Linked DNA regions of Mus musculus: all the other regions are linked to region 7. The links are chromatin contacts, called in public HiChIP or PLAC-seq and promoter capture Hi-C maps. All regions are on one chromosome and are shown on one strand. Each heading gives the region's core, a stretch centred on a gene start, on an enhancer-like site or on the middle of the called end of the contact. The rest is flanking DNA. Distances are from core to core; before and after follow the strand shown.

Evidence for each region. Promoter capture Hi-C pulls out the DNA fragments that hold promoters and counts their contacts. HiChIP or PLAC-seq counts read pairs in DNA pulled down with a chosen protein or histone mark.
Region 1: a contact with region 7 is called in a promoter capture Hi-C map of pre-B cells, with 7 times the contacts expected there. The contact joins the promoter of Pds5a here to the promoter of Fam114a1 in region 7. A contact is called at or near these places in 5 of 39 promoter capture datasets (hippocampal neurons, liver, neutrophils and 1 more), 2 of 115 datasets of contacts at active chromatin or transcription factors (bone marrow-derived macrophages and microglia) and 1 of 9 other capture datasets (liver).
Region 2: a promoter capture Hi-C map of pre-B cells shows a contact between it and region 7, with 3 times the contacts expected there. The contact joins the promoter of Rhoh here to the promoter of Fam114a1 in region 7. A contact is called at or near these places in 5 of 39 promoter capture datasets (the C10 cell line, frontonasal cranial neural crest, liver and 2 more) and 1 of 115 datasets of contacts at active chromatin or transcription factors (memory CD8 T cells).
Region 3: a contact with region 7 is called in a promoter capture Hi-C map of pre-B cells, with 4 times the contacts expected there. The contact joins the enhancer-like site here to the promoter of Fam114a1 in region 7. A contact is called at or near these places in 4 of 39 promoter capture datasets (3T3-L1-derived adipocytes, liver, neutrophils and 1 more) and 2 of 9 other capture datasets (embryonic stem cells and liver).
Region 4: an H3K27ac HiChIP or PLAC-seq map of extraembryonic endoderm stem cells shows a contact between it and region 7. The contact joins the enhancer-like site here to the promoter of Fam114a1 in region 7. A contact is called at or near these places in 1 of 39 promoter capture datasets (embryonic stem cells), 3 of 115 datasets of contacts at active chromatin or transcription factors (embryonic stem cells, extraembryonic endoderm stem cells and fibro-adipogenic progenitors) and 2 of 9 other capture datasets (embryonic stem cells and liver).
Region 5: a contact with region 7 is called in an H3K4me3 HiChIP or PLAC-seq map of bone marrow-derived macrophages, with 6 times the contacts expected there. The contact joins the promoter of 5830416I19Rik here to the promoter of Fam114a1 in region 7. A contact is called at or near these places in 2 of 39 promoter capture datasets (the 3T3-L1 cell line and stem cell-derived epiblast-like cells) and 1 of 115 datasets of contacts at active chromatin or transcription factors (bone marrow-derived macrophages).
Region 6: a contact with region 7 is called in an H3K27ac HiChIP or PLAC-seq map of the NIH/3T3 cell line, with 7 times the contacts expected there. The contact joins the promoter of Pgm2 here to the promoter of Fam114a1 in region 7. A contact is called at or near these places in 5 of 39 promoter capture datasets (the 3T3-L1 cell line, 3T3-L1-derived adipocytes, hippocampal neurons and 2 more), 1 of 484 Hi-C or Micro-C datasets (B cells), 2 of 115 datasets of contacts at active chromatin or transcription factors (the NIH/3T3 cell line and embryonic stem cells) and 2 of 9 other capture datasets (adipose tissue and embryonic stem cells).

What each region holds. Positions count from the first base shown.
Region 1 is chr5:65,696,821-65,699,520 of GRCm38.p6, reverse strand. It overlaps Pds5a (PDS5 cohesin associated factor A), which reads left to right and starts at 1,285. Exons shown (of 33, transcript NM_001081321.3): 1 at 1,285-1,771; 2 at 2,584-2,700. The coding sequence starts at 2,624.
Region 2 is chr5:65,862,163-65,864,862 of GRCm38.p6, reverse strand. It overlaps Rhoh (ras homolog family member H), which reads right to left and starts at 1,279. Exons shown (of 3, transcript NM_001081105.2): 1 at 982-1,279.
Region 3 is chr5:64,216,729-64,219,428 of GRCm38.p6, reverse strand. All of the region lies in intron 2 of Tbc1d1 (TBC1 domain family, member 1), which reads right to left. Among named protein-coding and RNA genes, the nearest start is that of Gm46913, 29 kb to the left of the region's middle. Within about 2 kb of position 1,383, at least 56 of the 459 cell types and tissues checked have an H3K27ac peak or open chromatin away from gene starts, as enhancers often do. A contact at or near this core is called in liver and pre-B cells, where this site is marked.
Region 4 is chr5:64,241,966-64,244,665 of GRCm38.p6, reverse strand. The region is part of intron 2 of Tbc1d1 (TBC1 domain family, member 1); the gene reads right to left. Among named protein-coding and RNA genes, the nearest start is that of Gm46913, 4.0 kb to the left of the region's middle. Within about 2 kb of position 1,390, at least 65 of the 459 cell types and tissues checked have an H3K27ac peak or open chromatin away from gene starts, as enhancers often do. A contact at or near this core is called in extraembryonic endoderm stem cells, where this site is marked.
Region 5 is chr5:64,043,523-64,046,222 of GRCm38.p6, reverse strand. It overlaps 5830416I19Rik (RIKEN cDNA 5830416I19 gene), which reads right to left and starts at 1,250. Exons shown (of 3, transcript NR_045384.1): 1 at 1,225-1,250; 2 at 1,036-1,074.
Region 6 is chr5:64,091,494-64,094,193 of GRCm38.p6, reverse strand. Pgm2 (phosphoglucomutase 2) reads right to left here and starts at 1,255. Exons shown (of 14, transcript NM_025700.3): 1 at 1,106-1,255. The coding sequence starts at 1,210.
Region 7 is chr5:64,968,656-64,971,355 of GRCm38.p6, reverse strand. It overlaps Fam114a1 (family with sequence similarity 114, member A1), which reads right to left and starts at 1,281. Exons shown (of 14, transcript NM_026667.3): 1 at 1,212-1,281. It overlaps Mir574 (microRNA 574), which reads right to left and starts at 1,038; the gene lies at 961-1,038. It also overlaps a transcript of Tlr6 not described here.

The sequences.
Region 1 (2,700 bases), core at 36-2,535, 730 kb before region 7:
TTGAGATAGGGTTTCCCTGGCCATCCTGGAACTTACTCTGTAGACCAGGCTAGCCTCGAAATCAAAGATTTGCCTGCCTCTGCCTCCCGTTGAAAGGCGTGAACCATAACGGCCTAGCTTCTTCCTCTTTTCATTATTATTATTAATATTTTTTACTTTTTTTGAGACAGGGGTTCTTTGTTGCCCTGGCTGTCTGACGTCCTGGAGCTAGCTCGATTGACCAGGGTGCCTTGAACTCAAGAGATCCGCTTGCCTCTATCTCCCAAATGCTAGGATTAAGGGCGTGCACCACCATCACCCCCTTCTGCTTATTGTTTTTGTTTTTTTGAGACGGTTCTCTGTGTAGCCCTGGCTGTCCCTGGCTGTCCGGGAACTCACTCTGTAGACCAGGCTGGCTTCGAACTCAGAAATCCGCCTGCCTTTGCCTCCCAAGTGCTGGGATTAAAGGCGTGTGCCACCACTGCCCGGCTTGCTTATTGTTTTAAAAGGTGGTTTCCTGAAATTATGTGTGTATTGTTCAGGTTCATTCGCTTCAATATTTACCTTAAATTGCTCAAGCACCGCTGCACTAAGTTTTCTTTGGCAAGCCTTTCCTTTGGAGGAGAGAAAAAGTAGAGCTTTGGTGTATTCACAACTTAAAAAAAAAAAAGAGGTCTCAGATTCACATAGGTAATTTGTAAATCTCTAAAAACACCCTCCCTCTTTCTTCTTCTGGGCTTCACTATCAGGAACCCTAGTCTGTGTTTTCAGCCTGTACCCAAAATGACTGGGAGGCCAGAAGCCCCGGCACCATAGCTTGAGATCGCATGCCAACTTCCTATTTTGCAGCTTTGAAAACCTTAATGGTAGGAGTCTAACTAAGGTCGTAGGCTGCGACCTAGGGCGACTCTCCGGAAGACGCGAGAATGAGCAGCCCGAGTTGTAAAACTTTGCCTCGGCTTCCAGAGCTCTGTTTGGAGGGGAAAGCAGCCGTTTCTCCAGATAATTAACCATTTCTCCACCGGTCCGGTCACATCCCCGCCAGCCAAGCCTTCAAGAGCCCCGGACTCCGCGACAGCGGTGGCCGGGAGTGTCGCAAAGCCGCGCCTCCCGGGGTCCGCTTCCCGCCACCGGGGCTCCTCCTCCGCGCGCCGGCTCGGCTGCCGGCCCCCCGGAGGCGCCCGCGCGGGCAGGTCTTGGCGCCAAACGGGTGGCGGCGCTGTCCACCACGCGCGCGGCCGCGTCGGGCTCGAGGGAGGCGGGGGCTCGGCCGGCGGAAGAAGGGGCGGGAGCGAGGCGCGCGGTGCTCTCGCGGGCTCTCGCGCCGCTCGCGTGACGGGCTCCGGCTGTGCGCGGCGACGCTCAGGCTCCGCGGGGCACGGGCGGGCCGGGAGCGCGCCGCGGCGAGAGGGCGTCTGGTGCGGGTGGGCGCGAGGTGCGGGCGGCCGGCCGGCGAGCGAGCGAGCGGCCGGGCGGGCGCGGGGGACGCGCGGGCGTGCACCCGCGCGCGGGCTCTCGGAGGAGCCGCGGCCGAGGCTGCGCTTCCTCAGCCCGACGGAGAGCGGCAGTGTCGCCCCGGCCGGCGCACGCTCGGCCCGCTTCTCCCCCCGCGGCGGCTGCTCCTCGGCACCGCCAGCCCCAGCGCCGCTCCGGGGCGGGCGGGCGGCGGCGGCGGCGGCGGCGGGACGGACGGAGCCGCTTTGTGTGCAGCCCGACGAGGGGCGGCGGCGGCGGCGCAACCACCTGACAGAGGCCCGGCGCTCGCTGCACCGTCCGCCCGCATGAGGAGGAGGTAAAGCGGCGGCCGGGCTCGCGCCCTCGGCGGCGAGGGAGGGACGGAAGGGGAGACCGCAGGGGAGGGCGCGCGCGGAGGCCCGGCGGGGTTGCCCGGAGCGGCGGCTCAGGCCTTGGCGGTGCCGAGGAGCGCCGGGCGACCGAGGGGCTTGAGATGCCGCCGGGCTCGGTTGCTGAAGTTAAGGAACAAAAATGTGAAGTGCGGAGCCGGGTCCTTCGCTTCCTGGCGAGGGGCTCGGGCGGCTGGCGGGGGTGGCGGGCTGGCCGGGGAGGGGCGGCCGCGCGGCGGGGACGCCGGGAGCCCGGGGCTCGGCACGGCTATGGCGTTCTGCTCCCGGGCGCCGGCGCCGCGCGTGGGTCCTCTTGGGTACCTAGTTTTGCGGCCTAAGCTGAACCCTCTAGGCCTCGAGTCTCCTTTCCCGGAGGTGACCGGCCAGGCGGGGACCCAGCCGCTTCTCCTGAGCCAAGTGGGGCCGTTGGGTCCTCAATGTCCCCCCGAGGCCACCAAACTTCCGTCCTAGGTGCTCGGGGATACATTTCATTGTGAAAAGAGGGCTAGGAAACTCCGGGAGCTGCTCGGCGCCTCTCGCGGCCGGGGCTGCTGCAGCCGAGAACCCCGTGGCACCGGGGCTGGCTCGGGTGGGGGTGGCGGACGCCTAGCCGGGTCCGAAACCCAGGGAAGGAGCGAGTGGCGGGGTCCCCGGCCTCGGGGGGAAGAAAGGGCCCTTTCTAGATTAGAGATTTTTGAAATGAAAAAGAGGTTACAAAGTCGCCCCTTTTCCCGCTGAACTTTGATTTTCTGACCGATAGAGGCCGGTAGAGGACTGTGAGAGAAAAGTTATTCCCCAGGATGGACTTCACGCAGCCGAAGCCTGCCACTGCCCTCTGTGGCGTCGTGAGTGCGGACGGGAAGATCGCTTACCCTCC
Region 2 (2,700 bases), core at 30-2,529, 890 kb before region 7:
CATCCTTCCTAAGGCTTCCTGCTAAGCCCCCATCCTTTATAAGCATCCTTCCTTCTGAGCACTCCAGCTCACTCCCAGAACCCTTCTCGAAACCCTACAGCTGTTAAAGCTTCTGTGACCCAGCTTCTTCTTCAACTGTTTCCTAACCTGTATCTTTCGCTGTAACTACTAGACTTGAAGGTCCACCGAAGGACGGGTTTCCTTATATTTCTCTTCTCTCATGCACAGCACCATCTTAGATCCGGTCGCTTGAACCCATCTGTCACAACTTTAATTTAGTGAAGCACCTAAAACCGGTGATTTTCCCCCAAGCTTTTGTTGCTGTGGATGTTACAGCCCAGCCAATCTATTGGCAGTGCACAGCATGAAACCTGCTGAGAAACTAAATTTAATCTAGAAATGTACAGAAAGGGGCCATTGGGATTGAGAATAGCTAGATAGGAATTCTGGGATATGGTTTTTATTTCGATTTTTTTTTTCTACATAGCTAGATAACTTTAAAGCTGCTCTCTGTGGATGCTGGAGGGCCCTTAGATTTCCTTCATCAAACACTGCTGCATGAAGTCTAAAGTCCCCACACAAGCAAGCTCTGACACAGCCCCAAGAACATATGGGAATACCTTAGAAACTAAGACTCAGTGGCACATGCCTGTAACTCCTGCACCTGGGAGGTGGAAGCAGAAGGGTCAGGAATTCAAGGCCATCTTTGACTTCACATCAGCCAGCCCAGGCTATCCAAGACCTCATCTCAAAACAAAAACAAAGCAAAATAGAAAGAAAACCAAAGTGTGTCTTGTTAAGACTCTAGAGTTGGGGTAGACGGCCGAACACACCCCCATCTCTGAGTTTAGTCTACACTTTGCAACAAATTAAAAAAGGTCATTACAATGTTCAGCCTAAAGAAGAAGAAAAAAATCTTAACAAAATCACAGAGATTCCTGAGACACCGAAAAAACATTTTTAAAGAGGCAAAAGTCTTACCTGGGGTAGAATGCCAAGTCTCATCACCAAAATGACTGACTCCGGAAGTCTAAGTAGCTCTCCACGCCATGTAAAAGCTAACGTAGCTCAAATCTATTACTGCTGAGAGTCCCTCCTGAGGTCTACCTCTCTCTCTCTCTCTCTTCCCCAAGGCTCCCAATGAGTCACTGTTGGAAAAGCTGCAACACCGGACTGGCAGAGTCCAGCCCAAGGTGGTGGGCCTCAGTGTCGGAGGTGACCGAGGCAGAGGAACACTCCGAAAGTGACAAAAGCGATTAGCAAGTTCCTGTGCCGAAGTGAGTTTCCTGTGGCTGGCTTCTCCACAAAGGGGTTTCGCCTGTGTGGGTTTAGGGGCCTGTGCGCATGTGCGTTTGTTTCCCTCCATGAGCCTGTGAAACCTACCCAAGCAAGAGGCCAAATAGGGCTTTTGCTGCACGGCTGGATTTCTGTTTGATTACCGTTTTATCCTTTCTGGATCGTTTCTCTCTCTCCATTCCCTCCTGTTGAGGGAAGGAAAGGGGGTGAAACTGGGATGATTCTTTCAGGAAATGAAACAAGAGAGGAAAATCGGTTTCACTGTCCTGGCTGGTCTCGGTTAACTTAAGCTTAAGTAAAAGCACTTAACTAAGAACTTAACTTCCGGGCTGAGAATGGAGCCTATGGGTAGCGTACTTGCCTGGCCCTGTGTTTGTGCCCCGTACTGAATAAAAGCCATAGTTCCTGGCACACACCTGTTATCCCAATGTTCAGAAGGATCAGAAGTTCCAGGTTTCCCAGGTATGATGGCACCTGCCTTTAATTCCAGCGCTCAAGAGGCAAAAAGCAGGTGGAGTTCTTTGAGTTCAAGGCCAGCCTGGTCTACATAGAGAATTCTAGAACATCCAGAGCTTCACAGAGAGTCTCTGTAAAAAAAAAAAAAAAAACTCAGCTGTACACGGAGTTCACCACCAGCCCAGCAGGAGACAGTCGGTGGGTTCTCTGGATCACTCTGCCTTATTAATAATGAGTTGTGCTGCCAGTATTAGTAACAATTTAAAAATGAAGGGCATAGCAAAAGTCAAGTAACCGCCACAGAGCAGCACCTGGGCCGGGAGGTACTAGACCCTGTGCTGTTTTCTGACCCCTCTGAGTTTCATTATTTGACTAAAAACACAACTGTACTTGTCCCTCCTCGCTGTGCCAGCCAGGTGTAGAGACCATCTGCCACAATGTAACCCCATGGTCAAACTGCCTAAACCAGCCATTTGACTCTCCTGAAGTATTAACACCCTCCCCCCTCCCCTCCCCCTCCCCTTCCCATGCCCCGCCACCCTAAGTCTTGAATCACTATAAATGCTACTGACCAGGATGGTAACTTGCTCAAAATATCGGAGTGCCAAGTAGGCAAACAGCAGAAAGACCTTAAGGCAGACATGAGATTGGATTAGCCAGGCCTTAGGTACTTTAAATGGGATTAAATGGCACGTCTCTAATCCCAGCACTCTGGAGGCAGAGGCAGGCAAATCTCTGAGTTCTGGTCTACAGAGTGAGTTCCAGGACAGTCAGGGCTACACAGAGAAACCCTGTCAGAGAGAGGGAGAGGGAGAGGGAGAGGGGGAGAGGGGGAGGGGGAGAGAGGGGAGGGGGAGAGGGGGAGAGGGGAGGGGAGAGGGGGAGAGGGGAGGGGAGAGGGGGAGGGAGAGGGAGAAAGAAAGGGGAGGGTGATAGGTCAATGTACTT
Region 3 (2,700 bases), core at 134-2,633, 750 kb after region 7:
CTTCCTGAATGGCCAGGCCACATAACCTAGTAGGTGAGTTCCAGACCAACGAAAGACTCTGAAAACCCAAGGGGGACAGTGTTCCTAAAGAACAGCAACCAAAGCTAACCCCTGGCATGTGACCTAACACACACATGAACACATACACCACACACATATAAAAAAAAAATAAAAATGGAAAAGTATGAAATGCTATTTCCTGACTGGTCTATTAGCAAATAAAAACCTGATCCAAACTCGTTCCCCTCCCTCCACAGCAGGTCAAAGTTTCCTGGTTTAGGTGGTTGAATTTACCTTTGAATATGATTTTTTTTTTGTAAAATTTTTAATTTCTAAGACTTTCTATACAAACTTAATCCCAGGTTTTATCCACAGCTGAGCCCTTTCTCACAACATTCACTCTTTTCAAGTCTGAAATGAGCATGCTTCCTTATGCAAAACACGATCCTTTTAAAAATTTAACATTACTATTGTATGTGCCACTGCTGGGGCATGACGAGGGTACGAAGGCGTGGGTGGAGGTCAGAGGCCAACTTACTAGGATTGGCTCTCTCTTTCTACCAAATGGCCTGAGGGGTTGAATTGGGGTTGTCGGGCTTGGTGGCAGGTGCCTTTACCTGCTAAGCGATCCTGTCATCCCTAAAGCCCTGTTTTTGCTTTCTTGGTGTAACCTGAGATTTCAAGGTAAAAGCCAGTGAGTCACAGACTCCTGCATCTCGCCAAGTGTCTGCTCAGGCTCTTCTTGGTGCCATTGTTGGTGCACTGAGCAAGAACACTTTCCAGAAATCATGACCCAAGTTAGTCCCCATAACTGAGAGGAGGGGTGAGGGGAGGGGGAGGGGAAGGGGGAGGGGAGGAGAGAGGAGGGAGGGGAGGAGAGAGGGGGAGGGGGAGAGAGAATAGGGGGAAACAACCTCCAGTAGTCTCTGGGGATTTAGTGCTTAGCAAAAGAACACCTGCCCGGGTTGTAAAATAAACCACCCGTGCACACTGCACGCGCGCACACACACACACCCTGGCCTCTCTGTACAGCTGGAGAAGGAACAGAACTAAAAACAGCTCCTACTGGCTCTGACAGACACCAGGGGTGAGCGGACCTGAAGAGAGAATGGCTTCTCCTTTCCATGTGTGTTAGAGTCTCATCCATCCTCTTAAAGCTTTTATGCAGGGGGGTCTGAATTGTAGGTCTTCTAACCTGGAATTTCCCAAATGTGACAACGATAATACAAGCAACGTGAAGTTTCATGTTTTCATGAATTTCAACATAAACTCAGCTTTCAGATGAGGGCCAGGCAGTTTCTTCTGTGGTTTGGATTAACTTTCTTTTGAGCCTTTGAACTTTGCTCTCTATGAGGCAGAACGGGGTGGCTTGGGGCCAGGTGGACTCGGATGTTCTGCCAGCTCTACCTACTCATTTCAGGGACAGATCACACCTGGATCCGTATCTACCCTGTAGCTATTGTGGAAGTTATTATGGACTTAAAATCTCCAACATTCCTCCCAAGCTGTGACATTTATGTTGAAGTGAATCCCCTGGTGGCACACTGCTGAAACCCCAGCACTTGTAAGACCGAGGTAGAGGGATGACAGATTCGAGACCAACCAGAGCTGCAGACAGGGTTGCAGACTAGCCTGAGCTCTGAGACTCCATCTAAAACGAACCAACTCATGATGGGTTAATGGTCTGATGGCCTTAGCTCACAGTTATCTTTGATTGTTAAACTCAGAGTCACTCTCAACAGGTCACCAAAGCTCCGAGAACTTTCCAGAACGCAGAATCGGTTCCTTCCTTCGGAGGAGAGATCAAGAATGGATGCCTGCCTGGTCTCTCAAAGCCTTCTCGGAGATCACTATTCAGGAGGGAAGCAAGCAGTATTCCCTGAGCACTTAGTGTCTGGCAGATGTTTGCCATTATCTCGTTAATCATTGCAGCTCTTGGAGATAAGAAATGATCGTGGTGATGGAGCATAATGCTCAGAGTGCTTTGCCTGTCAGACTCGGAGGAAACCAGTGAACCCTAGACAAAGTCCATTGGCCCCCCACGCATTGTTCAAAATCTCCATAGTGCATGAAACAGGGAGCCTCCTGACCTCCTAAGAAGGGGAAACTGAGGACCAGTTGGTAATTTCACATCTACAACCTGGCCCCACCGAGGGATAGGCTTCAACCATCCATCAGTCTACTAATGCCTATGGCTCATCACCGCGCATCAGTTCCTGGGGTGCAGCGGTAGACACACCACCTGCCCTTGAAGGGACGGTTTACAGTCCAGCAAGCCCACACTGCAAGCAAAGAGGAAAGAGCACAGCTGACTGCTTGAGTCAGGGAGCCAGAGAAGGGGTCCTGAGCCAACGGCAGGCCCTGTAGGCAGCTTGGAGTCTTACCAGGCATCCAAATGCTAAGTAGAAATTACCCTTACAGATAAGAGAGGAGGAAGACTATCCCTAATCTGTAGAGCATTAGAATTAGGTACTGACAGGATTTTCACTTTTTTGGGTAAGATTTATTATTTTATAAATGTTTTGCCTACACATGTCTGTGTATCACATGTGTACCTGGTCCCTACAGAGGCCAAAGAGGACACTAGAACCCCCTGGGACTGGAGTTACTGACAGTTGTGAGCCATCACATAAGTGTTGGGACTCAAGCCCTGGAAGAGCAATCAGTGTTCTTAACCACTGAGCCATCTCTCCAGCCCCT
Region 4 (2,700 bases), core at 141-2,640, 730 kb after region 7:
TATTTATTATTTAGGGTGTGGGGTGGAGGTGGTGATACTAAGAACCTGCTTATAGTCTCCACCTTCAGGGCTAGCTGAGCACAGGGCCTGTGGAACTCAGTTTTTCCTCCCTGCTGGGGAACGCTGACTTCTTTCACAGGATCAGACACTCACTATCAGGAACATTCCTAGAGAACCAACACAGAAACCAAGCCTGACAAGAGATAAGGAGACTGCAGCCGACAGAAGCTACTGCTGGGAATGGCCCACAGCTGGCTGGCTCTCCCGTGCCAGAGAACACTCCAGTATGGCTAGAAGTTGAGACTTGCTTAGACTGAACTCTGATCTACCCATTACAATTAAATTCCATCTACTAAAAGGGAACTGAAGTCTCTAAATCCTAAGGACATTTTCCAAAGTGACACTCCATCTTGATTTAAAAGGATGAGGGGGAAATAATATCTAAATAAGCCCAGGAAGGGTAGGGCATGAGTTCATGTGCACTGCACAGCCATCTTGGACTACTGTTAAAACATCTGCTCTCCCAAATCTAGCAGAGGACTTCTGGGTTCCTTCAGTAGTGCCAGGGAACTCTGGGTGCGGGTGTCTTCCTCTACTGCTTGCCAGTTCAGATGCTTATCACCCTCTGCTCCGCAAAGGACTGCTTGATTTACATCTCTGCCTTTGCATTGTTTTCTCAACTGGACTCAAGGGGCCAAGCCCCTCTTTAAAGAATGCCTCCTTATTCCCTGGTTCCCACGTGAGCAGGTTCACACTTGGCAAGAGGCTTCTTTCTACGCATTCCTCCTTCTGTCAACTTTTAACTGTCAGGGTGCACACTATTCATTCCTCAGCATGAGCCAGATCTCAGGTGCTGGTCAAGCCTGTACTTAACCCAGCCAGATCCCACCCGTCCCATCCAGCAAGGCTTTCACTCCAGCCCGGGCTCTGCACAAGGACCCTCCTCCAACCTCTACCAAAATAGCTACCCAGCTGTCCTGGGGTCCTTCTCCACGGAATTGTCAATAAACCATCTTATCTCACTCCCTTGCAAACAGCCCTTGTGTCAATCACAGGCATGCAGTGTCTCCCTCCATCTAGAGCATCCCCTCCTCTACGCTTTCACTCATTCAGCTTCTTCCATAACTCCTGGGTGGGGCCATTCATTCATTCCTTCATCCACTCGTCTACCCATTCATTCACCCTGCTCACTTTAGAGATCAGAAAAAAAGCCACCAAGGGCTAGAGTGACTGGCATCGAGTCACAAAGCTCAGGCACACAGAACTAGCCAGACATTCCCAGTCAAGGTTGGTTTCCCCACCACAGGATTTGCTTTGCATGATGAAGCAGGGACGGAGTAATCGTTGGTGTCAGATTTCCTTATTTGGCTGAAACCCCTAAGCCTCCAAGTAGATAATAACCACAGTAACATCGATAATAACAGAACAACAACAACATATGCCCATATGCCTAGGGACATGCTGTAGGGGGAGACTCTGAGACTCAAACCTTACCAGTTTCTCACTCTATGCTTAGTGCTCCATGACCACGAAGAACCTGTGCACCCAACCTAGATCTGCACAGGACGGGCTTGAGGACAGAGTCACCCTTCCTTCCACTTTGCTGCCATCTACCCACTCCAGATGAAACATACACGTGTTAGAGCAATGTAAAACCACACAGCTAAGTCAGCACACGGGTGCTCCAGGTCACTGCATTCCTTACTAACTACTCACATCCAGAGCATATCTGTGGCTCATGGACAGAAAACATACTGTGTGTTCATTCATGAATGTGTGGAGGTGTGCATGCATGCATGCATGTACAGGCATGTGAAAGCCAGACAACAATGCCAGGTGTTTTCCTCTATTGCTTGACAACGTTTTTGGTTTGGTTTGGTTTTGGTTTTTAAGATAGCTTTATGTTTGTTTTATGTCAGGGGTGTGTTGCCTGCATATATGTTGGCACACCACAAGTGTGCAGCAACCTCAGAGGTCAGAAGGTAATTTCAGGTCCCTTAGAACTGGAGGTACAGGCATTTGTTAGACACCGAGTGGGTGCTGGGGATGAAGCTGCAAGAGCTGCAAGTGCTCTTAACTGCCGAGCCATCTCTCTAGCTCACTCATTTGTGAGACTCCTGAGTTTAACAACCTGAGTCAACTACACAGGCTAGCCAATGAGGCCCAAGGATGCTCGTGTCTCAACCCCCATCCACCCCATCTACCCTATCCCACCCTATTCTACCCCACCCCACCCCATCCCACCCTATCCCAATGTTGGGATCACAGGTTCTGATTCACTCACAATGAGACTCCATCCACTTAGGTGCTAGGGACTGGACCTGACTTAACGCAGTTAGCCCTTTACTAAGCCCTTTGCTGACTAAACCATTCCCCAGCCCTTTGGAAATCACATTTGAAAAGACAATTCTATGTAAAACAGGCATCTACAAGGAATTTGGCTTCCAACTACTCCTTTGCACACCCCTGCCTTCTCCCAGGCAAGGTCTCACTTTGTGTGCACATGGTGGGCTTGCACAGTAAGCTTCAACCTGCACAGACTGATCGCCTGGAGCAGGCAAGATTCTCAGCAAATGTCTAAAGTCACTATCCCAGTCCACTCAACAGGGGGTGACGACGGAACATGAGAGCAGGGTTGGGACTCCTGGTCTAACACAGGATGATGCTTTTCCTGGGAGCAAAGCCGTCCACACACCACAG
Region 5 (2,700 bases), core at 1-2,500, 930 kb after region 7:
CTCGTGATAACAGGTTCAGCTAGGAACTAAGGATAAGAGCATCCTTACGAGATAAATGTATTCCATCTGGTTCCAAGGCACAACGAAACCCAGAGAATTCACAGAACTGACCAACATCACGTAGTTGGAAAGGACAGAACTGTGTCTAGACTTCTGTGTCTGTGACTGCTTATGACATAGAACCACAGAGTACATTTTTACTGCCAGTGGATTAACATTCAAATTTCTTGCTACTTATTTTCAAAAGTAGAGCAGTCATAACGTTTGTTTGTTTTTCTTGGAAAATAACCACAGGAAAACCCAACAGTGACAGAGCTTTTTAACTTTGAGTGTGGCCCTTGCTTTTTGTTTCGTATGCCTGAAAGAGTCCCCTGGAGAGCCACCCAAGCCCTGCTGCATGTGACATGGCTCAGAGCCAGGCAGCAATCCTGCTCTTCCCACCCGGAGCCCTTGGCCGGTGGCCAGCCTGCAGCTCCGTACTCATACCCACTGTATTGTCTGCCGGGCTGGTCATGTGAAGGGATGACTGATTTAAGGACATGAACGCCATGATTCATAGGAGGGGGGGAGAGGGAGAGAGAGAGAGAGAGAGAGAGAGAACATTAGCTCACACACCAGTAGCCACTCTCAGCACTGACCCGTGTTAAGAAGAAGTGGTGCCGGTCAGACAATAGGAGAAGACCTACATCCTCTCTTTGAACTGACTGTGGCTCTGAGATTACAGGGCTTGGCCAGGAGAAGGATTTTGAGGCAATAAAGCAAAGAGCCTCTGGATAAGTCATATGCCAGGGCACAAAACATAAGTGGCTCTTTGACCTCAGTCAGCCTCCGATAGTCTCTTACAGTGGCTAAGAACTTTAGGTAGGTTTGAGTCATACAGCTACCACCACACATATTGTTGTAGCCAACGACTACATCTACTTCAAAGGATTCAGTGCTTTAACACAGGTACAAATCAGCACGGGACCCAATCATGGTAACTTCTACACCAGTGTGAGTTAGCAGGATTCTTAGGAGAGATGCAGATACAGTTACCTGGAAACGGAGTCGCCATTTCTCCATCTTCTTTCAACCCTGAGGATAGAAAGCGTTCCTACATTATCCTATACTGCCTCTGCCATTCTAGAAATAACCCTGCACCCCCACTCACCTCCCTCCCCGAACAGCGAGCTCATCCAACACGAAGCTGGCGAAGCTGGCGCGCACACCGGCTCTGACACATACCTCCCGGCAGAATAATGGGTGGCACTGAGAGTGCTTGTTCAGACCAAAGCAGAGCGGGTGAAACAAGGAAGTCGCAAAGTGTTGTGGTTTAAAACGGATAGACAGATAGACGTTTACAGTTTAGGATTACCGCCAGCGAGTACAGGGCCACGGGAGGAGACTCTCAGCCTTCAGACTATTTCTCTAACAAGGTGCTTGTCCATCCATCCCCCCCACACTTCCCCAACCTTCCCCAGCCTACCCTCCCCCGCCCCAGATAAAAGTGTCATGTGCCAAGACATGATCTCTTTAGATAACATTTTATTTATTCTTTTTATTACATTTCTTTGTTTTGTGTTCGGATGTGGGAGTGGCATATGAAAACCATCATGGGGGCTGGGATAGCAGAGACCACTCTGGAAAACGGTGTAGACCAAACTGAGACAGATGGGGAATCCCACAATCCCCTCTCAACGTCCAGCTTCCAAAGAAGGCCTGACTTCTTCAAGGTACACAGAACCTTTTAAAACTACCATCCAGTAACTGAGCCTTCACACATGCAGGTCGTTCATACTTTCAACCCAAGCCTTTCAGCCACTTTCTCTCTTCATTCTAACAAAAATAAGTAAGTAAATAATAAATAAATTCAAGAAATCAGCCCCCCACCAAGTTTTTCTTGATCAAAATGCCTCAAAAAGAGGAGGCTGTCTCTAACCCAGAAGTGTAATTTGACGCCTGTCTGCAGCAGTCTTCTGTGCTGATTAGCATGGACATAAATATTCATGTGCTGATTCATGAGGAGGAGGTGGCAACGAAGAAAGCATCAATAATTGTTGATTGTTATTAGCCATAAGTGGGGCTAGCAGAATGAGCTTATTATCCCCCAAGAAATGACATTAATGTTGGTTTCACACACACACAAACACATACACACACACACAGAGACTGCAACATGCATAGGAGACAAAGCCTAGATTGCACACATATAACGAGTCTTTCTTTTGCCATCTGTTCTTGAATTTTTTATTTAAAAATCTCTGACACATGAGTATTTGTGATGGAGGAAGTTGGCAACCACTTTGCACTCATTCTCCAAGGGGCCTGGAGGCCAGAGCATCCCACCAGCAGCTGCATGGTGCAGAGGTGGGCTGCCACTGGCACTTCTGTCTCCACACAATGGGAAACATTGTCCCTCTGTTCAGGTTGGAGATGTCTTTGGAGACCTATTATCCCGGGAACAAATAGAATGATACAATATATCCGTTGTGTTTGACAAATAAGGGAATAGGTACCACTGAGAGTCTAAACTGTCCTTAGTGTATTTGTTAGGATAAAGGGCAAGCTGCTATAATGCAGACTGTTTTTAAAAGTTCAGTGGCTTCAGAGAGATACCTTTGCTCTTTTCAAACAAGCCAGGCCTTCCATGTTGGCAGGATGGCTCTAATGCACGTGCTTCCTCTGGGATCTGGTTTCCCCTCCCTCCTGGAGTTGGTGTGT
Region 6 (2,700 bases), core at 6-2,505, 880 kb after region 7:
AGGATGGCCTGACTATTCATTTTCTAGGTGTGAGCGAGCAAAGGCCTCTGCTGAGCCTTCCAGCCTCTATCCAGTCACCAAATGTTTCAGGGACCAACTATAGACATGCAGTACGGCACTACGGTACTACGGTACTATAGACCACGGAAAGCAGCAGAGACACACAGCACCAGCTACATAATTTTCAGGGGGGGCCAGTGCACAATTAGAACGAAAGACTCCGTGTTTAACAATAGAGAATCTCAAAGTAGTGCTTTAAAATACGGCTTGGGCCCTTCCCTGAGTACAGGTTCAGTGGATCTGCGTGGGTCTCACCTCCTGAAGTCAGCCCTGGATACCGACAAATTTTAAACAAACAAGCCTGTAAGGGATTGTCTTTCAATTCCAGGAAGAGCAGGGAACCAAAGGCCTGGGCTGTCTAGAGAGAGAGTTTGAGTTGCACTTGGGAGACAGGAAAGATCCGCTAAGTTCACACAGGAAAAACGACAAGAGAAATAAAGTCAGCAGAACACCGGCAAGAGGAACATTGCGGGAAAGCAACAGGACACGCGAAAGCACAGGTCAGAGAGAACTTGTAGAGGGCAAAGGAAGTGATGTCCGGAGCTGGCCGACTGACTAAGACATTACAGGGGAAAGGCGCAGCTGGGGCCAAAGCGTTCCCTGTCACCTTCCCAGTGGAGTGTATGTTCTCTGGAAAACTCCCTGTCAGCCTGGCCCATCAGGGACCCGGTAGTATCCATGAAATCAGAAAAGGTGGTCTGGACTGTGGAGAAGTCCAGGTCCCGGGAAAGGCGGGACAGAGCGGATTCTGAATGGATGAAGATGCTCAGCCCATCACAGAACCTCAAAAACCTTCTCGTGCGTGGACTACCCCGGGTCCCAGGCCCGCTACATTCACTCTCCACCCCACTCCCCGCCCCCCAGCTCGCTCCTCTACCGGGTCTAGCAGCCGGGCGAGCCACACAGCTGTCTCCAGTCCCGCAACAGCTTATGCCGAGCAGGCACCGTGTGGCGAGGCAGGGAAGGAAAGAAGGAAGCTGGGCCCGGCTCCCTGCCGGACAAGCCACGGCGCCCGAGAACCGAAGAGCCGGAGATCGGCCCTTACCTGGTCCCAACGCAGCCACTGCGCGGTCTCCTGGTCCAGTCGCGCGTCCATACCCAAGCCACTGCCTTCCGGAGCCGGTGTCTCTGTCGGTGTCGCCGCCGCCATCCCGCAGCAGTCACAACCGGGCGGAGGAGGCCGGGTCACCCTTCTGGAGGGGCGGGGAGAGGGCGGGGAAAGAGGCGTAGTCAGAGAGCCGGAGGGAAGAGGACGTGCAGCAGCCCCGCCCGGTTCCAGACTCGCCATTAGTGGGTGTGCTTCCCGGAGGGCCAGGCAATTGGGGAGTGCTTTGTTGTTAGGAGAGCTGGAGGCTCGCCTTACTCTAGTCTCCTAGGCCCTACATACCCAGGGTCCTCCAGCAAACATCAAGTATGCATTTGGTGCCCATCACACCTGAGATGCTAGTCTGACTGCGCTGGGAAGCAGAGCACATTGGCGCAGGCCAGTAGCCACATGGCAGAGGCAGGCAGGTCTCTGTGAGTTAGAGGCCAATCTGATCTACATAGTGAACTCTAGACTAACTAGGGGTACATAGGGAGATCCTATCTCAAAATGTAAATTAAATTAGAGAATAGCAGAGGGGGAAACAAATCTTGAAAAAGAAGAGCCAAGTGGGAAATAAATCAAATAGACCAACGAGCCAGAAATGAGATAACACTTGCAAAGACAGTTTATGTCAGAAGAGCAACCGGAAGGACGAGTTGTAATTTCAAGGCACCGGGTCAACTGGATTTTCACACTAGAAAATGTAAAAAGAATGTCGACTCATCCGCCTGAGGTCGCCACACACAAACGAGAATTCCAGGTCAGCTGGGTGATGTATGTGCACACCTGGCTGGGCACGGGGAAGCACAAGCAAGAATGGTTCTGAGCCGCACATGATGCCTTCCTCGCTCCTGCAGTCCCGACTGTTGGGACTGTTGTGAGTTCAGGGCCTGGCCTACAAAGTGAGTTCCAGTTCACCGTGGGTTCCAGTGTGAGATCTCGTCTCAACAAGCAAACAAACAAACAAACAACCCTAAAACGAAAGAAAAAACAATTAAACAAAAAAAATCCAAAGCAGTTAAGAGCACGGGTTGTTCTTCCAGAGCACCTAAGTTTGATTATCAGCACTAGCATGGCTGCTCAGGATGGTCTGAAACTCCAGTTCCAGGGGATCCTGCATCCTTTTCAGACCTCCATTGTCATATATATCCATGGTGCATAGACATGTATGCAGGCAAAATACAAACATACACACACACACACACACATACACACACACAACTTTTTAAAAGGTTTCTAGCAGATTTAGTCGCAAAAAGCTCCAACCATACACATCCAGATTGCCAACAATAGAATGGATAAATATGTAGTGGTATATTCATTCTAAATCATATACATAAATGATGATCGATAAGCCATGAGTTACACAGCCCAGTGAGAATGAAGAACTGTATACAACTTCATGGATGTAGCTCACAACCATCCCATAGAGTGAAAGAATTCAGACCTCTGACAGACATTGGGTCTGACAGACACTGACTAAGAAAAGCACAAAGAAAGAAAACAAATCAGTATTTTCCAGAACTGGATATGGGGATTCACTGCAAAGGTCA
Region 7 (2,700 bases), core at 32-2,531:
TATACTGTGTTTGATATTGATTTGAACGAAAAACGATGTCTCACATAAGCCTGCTCTGATGAAAGAAATAACTACTTACACTTCTGAATCCCCAAGATTCAGGAAGCCCCCCACCCCCTAACACCCCGCCCCCCACCCCCCACCCCCCGTCCCCAAATTCCTTCTACACTGGCTAACTTGTGCTTCAAATCCCACCCTTGGAGTTTCATTCCATCGCTGGCAGCTTTCAATGTAAGAAGTTTAATCAGAACATTTCAGGATTGATAGAGGAAATGGAGGAGAGAGTCTAGGATATGGGCTGGGGAGGAAAGAACTCTAGGAAGCCAGGTGAGCTAAGAGAGGCTTCTCGGAATGACCTTGTTTCTCTTGTTCTGGTGTCCCAGGGAGGAGTTCAAGGACTGCTGATTTAAAAAGCCATCAGCTTCTATCAAGAGGTTCAGGGGTGGACACTGATGGTATGGCCCAGAGAGTGCTCCCATAGTCTGCCGAAAGTCCTCCTTCTTTAAGAAAAGCCAGTGAAATCCAAGTGGGGACTGACTGACAGCTGGGAAATACTCACCAGATTCCTCGGAGAAGACAAGCTGGCTGGGTAAAGGGGCTGCCTTTGGGGTGGGGAAGAGGGGGCCCAAGAGGGTCCTGGGAATGCAAACGGTGCTAGCTTAAGGTGTTTCAGGGGGGCAGGAGCGCAGGCATGCTGGGTGTGGGGCATGCCAGGGAAAGATGATGGATCAGGATGGAGGTCAAGGCCTGTGCTCGGTTTTCCCAGGGGGAGGACAAGCTCACCCTAGGAATGGAGGTCTTTGACTAGCAAGAACTGGATCCCTCAGAGCGTCGCGCTGGGAGGACCCTACAGCCCACCCCAGACTTGGGACACTTGGGGAAACTTTCCAGACTGGCTTGTGCCTAGCCTCTGGCAGCGGACTCCACGGAGCTCCAGGCCGGACGAGGGTGCAGACCGGGCGTGCGGGCGTGTGGGTGTGTGCATGAGCGTGGACTTGGAGCGACACACACTCACACACACACACTCACACGCCCGCACCCACGCAGGGCCCTCGGCCGCGTCTCCCCCGACCTTCGTGCCCAAGCAAGTTGCTTTCTCGGGACGGTTCCCCGCCGGTGATTTCTCACACCCTACAGCGGACAAGGGTCGCGGCGCGCTGGTCCCCTCCCGCCCGGGAAGGGGATGGGGAGAGGGCGCCCCGGGCTCTTACCGCTTGGCCGGCCGAGTGCGCGCGGGAGTCCCGGGTCCCGCCCCGCCACGTCGGCAGGACCGGCGGGGACGCGGCCGCAGGGGAGGGACCGGCCAAGCTGCCCCGCCCCGGGCCGCCCTCCTCTGCCTCTGCCCGGCCCCACTGCACCCTGACCTGCTGCGAACTCCGAACTCCGCCGTCCCAGATCGGTGGTCGGGGCAGAGCGCGGGGTCCCCTGCCTTCCATTACGAAGCACTGGGGAAGCCCTGCAGGTTGTAAGGAGTCCCCTAGCCTCACCGTGGGATTTCCCGGTTCTAAATTAGGTGGAATTCTCTGACCACGTCAGCGATGGGAGTGGGATGTGATTAGAAACAAAAGTAAAAAGACTCAAAGGAGCCATGCTTTCTAGAAGGCCAGCTTGGAAATGTGGATCAAAGCCCAAATTCATTCTCTTTGGCCTGGGCATTGCACATCTGCGTTTGGCGTGGAAAATGTATTTGTCCAAAGCAAACAAAATCTCCCCTCCCCTCCCCTCCCCTCCCTGATGGCAGCAGGGGGTAGGGTAGGGTGGGGCGGAATGGGATGGGGTTTGCACCACGTAGTTTCTCCGTGTCGCCCTGGCTGTCCTAGATCTCACTCTGTAGACCAGGCTGGCCTTGTACTCAGACCTCTGCCAGCCTCTGCCTAGGATTAAAGGTATGCGTCTCCAAGGTTTGACTGGTCACCATTTCTCATGCGCGCCCCCTTTCTGGTTTTCTCTTTGTAAGCTGCTCTCTCTTTTTAGGCAGCTTCCGTTTGTGTGTGTTTCTTTCCTTTGAGGAGTTGCTTGTGCATTTCTGTGCAGTTGCAAACAATAAACACCTGTTAGAATAGAACTTTGTGTGCTTGGGGGGACTTTTCACCACCCTGGAGTTCTTAATTTTAAGTAGTCAGTTGTTGGTGTAACTTATATGCTTGAGCCAGGGAGTGGCACTATTAGGAGGTGTGGCCTTGTTGTAGTGGGAGTGGCCTTGGAGTAGGTGTGTCACTGTGGGCATGGACTTAAGACCCTCATCCTATGGACTGCCTGAAAGGCACTGCTCTGCTAGCAGCTTTCAGATGAAGACTTAGAACTCTCAGCTCCTCCTGCACCATGCCTGCCTGGATGCTGCCATGCTCTCGCCTTGATGATGATGGACTGAACCTCTGAACCTATAAGCCAGTTCCAATTAAATGTTGTCCTTATAAGAGTTGACACGGTCATGGTGTCTGCTCACAGCAGTGAAACCCTAAGACAGTTGACTTCTGCTAGTTTGTTGCTCTTTTCTTTTTTCTTTTTAGGAAGATGAGAAAAAATGTTCAGAGTGGGAGGGGCTCTGAGTGGGGCCATTCAAGACTGATAGTTTTGGATCTCTAAGCTAGTTCAGGTATTTGCATTTGCTTCCATTACTTCGTTTATTTGTTTCCCTCTGATAGTGAGACCACTCAACGGGGCTGTAAGTCGTGCCTGGTCCACCCTGTTATCAGTACT